2 separate regions of the Gasterosteus aculeatus genome follow, and region 2 is linked to region 1. A link is a contact called in public Hi-C data. All regions are on one chromosome and are shown on one strand. Each heading gives the region's core, a stretch centred on a gene start, on an enhancer-like site or on the middle of the called end of the contact. The rest is flanking DNA. Distances are from core to core; before and after follow the strand shown. Region 1 holds the start of ikbke (inhibitor of nuclear factor kappa B kinase subunit epsilon). Region 2 has its middle 5.1 kb from the start of mdfi.

Evidence for each region. Hi-C and Micro-C count contacts between places; a contact is called where the count stands out from the background.
Region 2: a Hi-C map of whole body shows a contact between it and region 1, with 2.7 times the contacts expected there. The contact joins the enhancer-like site here to the promoter of ikbke in region 1. A contact is called at or near these places in 2 of 6 Hi-C or Micro-C datasets (liver and whole body).

The regions. Positions count from the first base shown.
Region 1 is chr17:11,901,324-11,904,095 of fGasAcu3.hap1.1, forward strand. ikbke (inhibitor of nuclear factor kappa B kinase subunit epsilon) reads right to left here and starts at 1,354. Exons shown (of 21, transcript XM_040202599.2): 1 at 643-1,354; 2 at 169-313. The coding sequence starts at 267. It overlaps srgap2 (SLIT-ROBO Rho GTPase activating protein 2), which reads right to left. Exons shown (of 23, transcript XM_040202890.2): 23 at 1,838-2,772.
Region 2 is chr17:12,148,840-12,151,539 of fGasAcu3.hap1.1, forward strand. No RefSeq gene overlaps it. Among protein-coding and RNA genes, the nearest start is that of mdfi, 5.1 kb to the right of the region's middle. Within about 2 kb of position 1,357, at least 2 of the 9 cell types and tissues checked have open chromatin away from gene starts, as enhancers often do. A contact at or near this core is called in liver, where this site is marked.

The DNA of each region.
Region 1 (2,772 bases), core at 104-2,603:
AAACCGCCATGTAAGAATGTCAAAAGCAGCCCACATGAGCACTGTAACCACATCGTTTTGCAAATCACACAATCTAGGTCACTTTTCAGCCGAAAGAGTAAGCCGGAAAACACCAGGGCACCAGGGATGTGAATGAGGTGCTCAGTTGATGAAAAGCCCTCCTTGCACCTTGTTGCGTGCCTTGTAGACACTGGCAGTGGCCCCTTGGCCGAGGACGTCCTGCAGAGACCAAAGGTAGTTGGCCGTGCTGGCCGTCATGCCCGTCATGCTGGAGGAAGAGACGGGGACAGCAATGCGGGGACACGATGTCCGACTTTGTGTTGGGAGATGAAAGAAGAAGAAAATTCACAAATTAGTTACCGTAGCGTTAATTGGGGTATTAACGTGTAACAATACATGTTAACGTGTACCATGTTAACCTCACCTCACGTCACATAAATAGCAAAACACTGACTTTTATTTAACTTTGGCTAACGCTGGTTTCCAATTTAACCAGCTCGTCGTCCGCACTTTGATGACACCATCCGATAGTAGCTAACCCCGTTAGCAACCACTTATGTTACCGTTCATATCAGCCAGTAAATTGAGCTACTCGGTGATTCAGTTGAACTAACTTGAGTGGAAGGTGTCAGGTTAGCTTACCTGGACCGCTCCTGTAAAACCTGGAAATCGAATCGGTAACAAAAAAAAAGTAGCTGGGGCCAGCAGTCCGCCTCCACCGGACTACCGGCTGTGAAACCAGCTTCCGCTGCTTTCCTCCGTGAAATGAGGCGTTAAAAGTAATCGTCAGTCGTGTAAGTTACAACTCTAAACTGTACTTTACGGTGAAGCCGGGCGGTTTGGCTTCAGGACAAAGCACGCCTACGTGTGAAACTTCTTCCGCGATGAGGTGCGTAACTGCTGTGTGAAGCGGGTCAGCGAGGATCAAAACACTTCATCTCCTACATGGATCCAAATTCCCGAGTGTCTTCAAAGGCAGCAGCGAGTTTGTTGAATGATTTAGGGCGCGTCGCACTCGTTAATCTTAAAATAGTGGCGGAAATACAGCCAAATGAAAAGTTGACGGTTTCATTCTCTGTTTCAACTTCCGTCTGTGTTGACTGGGAGCCCCACGCGCACCCGTGTCGCTCACCTACGTGTTAAAGCCACACTACTGCATGACCCCCCAATGTTGTCATGTATTTTCAAAAGCAAAGCCAACAGTCATGAGTTTCCCCAAGATACTGTTGAGAACACCAGAGCTGACTTGGTGGGGTTCATCCACATGGACATACTTTTTGATGTTTATAACCACGATGCATTACTGCAGACACAGTACGCGTGGACCTAGGTTTGTTTGTCTAAGGGCCACTTCTGTTTGCACGTCAATGTGTTCTGTTTAAAAGGGAACCTCATCCAGCTCAGCTTTCTCTACATGGCGAGTGACTCCTAGTACTCAGCACGGAGGTACAGCGTTTTTTAAAAAAGAAGTAAAAAGGTGACCCTGGTGAGGTGTCTTGTTTTTTTGTTTTTTTTACTTGAAGTGATGACTAAACATTTTAACCGTAAGCCTGGGTTGTAAACCTGAGGTGTGCAGTTCTAAAAAAAGGGTGTTTTAAGAGTCAAGGAGGGTCTATTGAAGTACACAGAGATGCAAGATGTGAAAAGGACTGTGGCTGATCTTGTCTGGTTTCCAATATGCCATCAAAAGCCCTCATTTTGTGCTCGACTCGCCTCTTCTTGCTGTATATCCGCAATCTCTGACATCATGCTTCATTAGTACGGAAAAGACATTCTATCAGAAATATTTTTAGACAAATTTGTTACTGCTGCAAACGTCAAAGAATTCAAGACTCTATATAGCAAGCAATGTTTATTAAAAAAAGATCTACTACAAGAACTACACATGGAATTATATAAGGCCTATTTGATTAAACTACTATTGCTATTACTGTACAATATTGTACCAAAAAAGAGTGTACCTCTGTAATGTACAACATTGTATATACAAAGTACATCTGAACACAGGATTCTCCAGTAATACAGAGACAACTATAAATAGATTTGACATTACAGTCTTTTTTTTTTTGAGTTCCGCCGTCTTCAAATGGACACAAAATGCATATTTAACAATATTCAATTCAGACAAACCGTCCCCACAGTTAGTCCACACGCAAGCCAAGTTGTTCAAGTGCACAATGATTGATTTGAGATTGAATAGGAACAAACACATCAACCAACCACATGCACGTCTGTTTGTGTTTGTTTATGCTGATAAATTACACCCCCATATCCCCCCCCACACACACCCCACACACACACAAACAGTCACAGTCCCTCCAGTTGTCATGAGGTAAGAGCGACACAAATACACCAGGTAATACAAGAACAGTATACAAATAAACCTTTACAAGTATAATTCATAACATGGTAGAGAGCATACAGGAATGCAGTATGTGCTGTATTACTGGGAGAACAGGGGCGGGATAGTGGGTAATATGAAGATACAAATAGTTCAGTGCGGGTTGTAAAATACAAACCACAAAAAGGTATGATTTAGTTTTCCCCGAATGGCATGTGTCCACTTTTGAAGTCAGTGCTCGCTAAATTATTCAAATATTACTTAATTCATCATCAGATCTAATTTAGCTAAAAATACATTACTGCAATAATGATATTTAAAACAATGTAAGCCCTTGGATATGGGTTTCCTCCTTCTGTTTAGACTTAAAGATAATCCGCCGCTGGTGCAGTTACAGCAGAGGCTGAGGATGACTTCCTATCATGTATGTA
Region 2 (2,700 bases), core at 107-2,606, 250 kb after region 1:
AATACAACTACATTTTCTTGTGCTCTCGACTCCTGCTGTCTCTAACCACTATAATTAAGGAAAACCAATCAAGGAAACTGTTCTGAATAATGAATCAGGAATCAGGATCAGGATACATTTATTAGCCAAAATATGTCAAACATACAAGGAATTTGTCTTGGCGGTTAGTGCGCGACAGTAGACAGACAAGACAACAGTGCACAGGTAATAAAATAAAGTGGAATGAAATGCTAATGCAATGGGTTAGTAAGAATAAGGCTAAGGCTATGGGTTAGTAAAAAACAAGGGAATAAAGTTAAACAAATTTTAAATATTAAAAAGTTAAAAAGAAAAGTATTAAGCATAAAGTGCACTAACAAACAAGTAACAGACAAGAGACAAAGTGACAAGTGACAAAGTGATGAATTGCAGTTAAAGTGGCATGTGCAGTATGTGCAGAATGAGTTTTCATCAATTTTAGCTTATTGTTAGGTCATACTGTAAAAAGTAAATAGATACCATGGGGGCAAGTTTGTAGATGCAGGTTTGATGACGATGTGGTAGTATTTTGGATGTGGTTTATTGATGATTTTCAAAGAGAAAGGGTGACACCTGAAAACGCCCATCATCCCGGGTTTGGGGGACCCAGGTTGGTGAGGGCATTGCAGATGGTTTCGAGGACAGTTTATAATTTAAGCAAAACGTAAGGTAAAAGTAAAATAAGGCACCATAGCACGGTGGAGTGGTGGTTAGCAATGTCTCCTCACAGCAGGAAGGTCCTGTGTTTTTTGACTCCACCCAGCAGCATTTCTGTGTGGGTTCTCTTCAGGTTCTCCGGCTTCCTCCCAATCCAAAGACATGCTCTGGGGATTAGGCTGATTGGTGACTCTAAATAGCCTGCAGGTGTGGGGATGTGGATGTCAATTAATCTAGGGTGTACCCCGCCCAATGTTATCTGCCTCCCCATGACCCTTTATGAAAGTTAAGCGGCTTTGAAGATGGATGGATGGAATAGCTAAGCTTTTCAATAGAACATTCTTTTTTTTTAGTAAAAACTGTTCACATAGAAAAATATATAAACATGTACAGTATTTGAACAATGTATTAAATCATTCCTTCGTGCCAGTGCCGTGAAGTAGTTAGTAAATACTAATTTGACATGTATGCCCGATGAAACGACAAAACTACTGCTCAAAAGGTTATAGTTGGAGTTCAGGCCATCGCATCAACACAAGGCCTTCAGAGAAGTCGGCCTGTGTTGTGATGCATGAAGTGGCCACAAGGAGGAGTAAACAAACCGGACAACACAAGCAGCATCTTATAAACACAAACCCAGCAACAAACATCGCTGTGGTCCACTGACATAGTCCAACCAACAGGGTGGGCCAGAGAGTGAAGAACAGACACTGATTGACCTACCTGTTGTTTGTCGGACAGCATGAATCACATGGCTGCAGGTGGCTGAAGTTGTATTCGGTTATAGAACGGGTACTAAATACAGAAGAAGCTGGTTTCTGTGAACTATCTGTGCTTTTCCTTTACTCACCTGCACTGCTCTGTTTTTCCTTCTCCTCACCTGTATCGCTTTACCGTGCAGGTTTAGCGCATGCCCTGCAGCTGATCTTTCAACCTTTGCTCTGCATGCATGATGGATGTGTTGCCCCAGGGAGAAAATATGGAAACCGGCTGGATGTATTTGGAAGGTTAAAACTTTGTTTAATCTTGTGCTTTTAGTGAACTTCTGAGTTAGTCGGCTGGGAGAAAATCCCTGTGACATTTGTTTTTGGGAGGGACCCAATCTTAAACTTATTGCAGACACACATGCACACGCAAACAGGAACACACTGGCATGCACACATCATGAATACTGAGCAGAAAGTTAGTATATACTTGCACAAGGTGAGCCAGGGTGCATGGCTACACACATATAGGTTATTCTTGGCATGACACAATAGTCTTTGGCATTAAGCACTACATATATTTCTTAATGCTTGTCTGGGCAGAGTAAGGAATAGTGTTTATGTTGTATGTCTGCAAACCTGGATGTGTTTAAGTATCTGCTTTTCTGTGCATGTACATTGACTTACAATGCAAACTCAATATGCATGTGTGAGTTTCTGTGTGTGTATGTGTGTGTGCGTGCGTTTTTGTGCATGTTGTGTGTGTTTGTCTGTGTGTTTGTATGTGTGGAGGGCTGCTCGTTCCACCATGGAGAACAGTGAGGTCCAGGCAGAATCTGTGAGTCACAAAATAAATTTACTGAAAGACATGCTAGCATTTTGGCTGAAGAAGCATGCTGTCCCCCGAACAGAATACTGACTCTCTTAAAACAACACAACATACCTATCTGCAGCTGCGTGCATCCACATGGGCCTGCTTTTCAAATCGTCTATTTCTTTGTCTTTTCTTTGTTTTTACAGAAAAAAATAACTGATATTTAAGGCACATGCAAGTACAACATTGTGTTTTGTTTATCTTGACTTCACCTCACTGTCATTGCTTGGACTGTCTACATTAACAACTACTGACCTTTTTAAGATAAAATGTGTTAAGATAAACAAATATTCTTGTGCACAAACGGAGCTGCACATTGAAGATTTGATAATAGACCAAATAAGGAAATATGTATTTGCCCTCAACCCCGTCAATGGAAAAGGCAATGATACTACACTAACTAATGATACTACACTTTGCTAAGCAATGATCAAATGAATCATATTA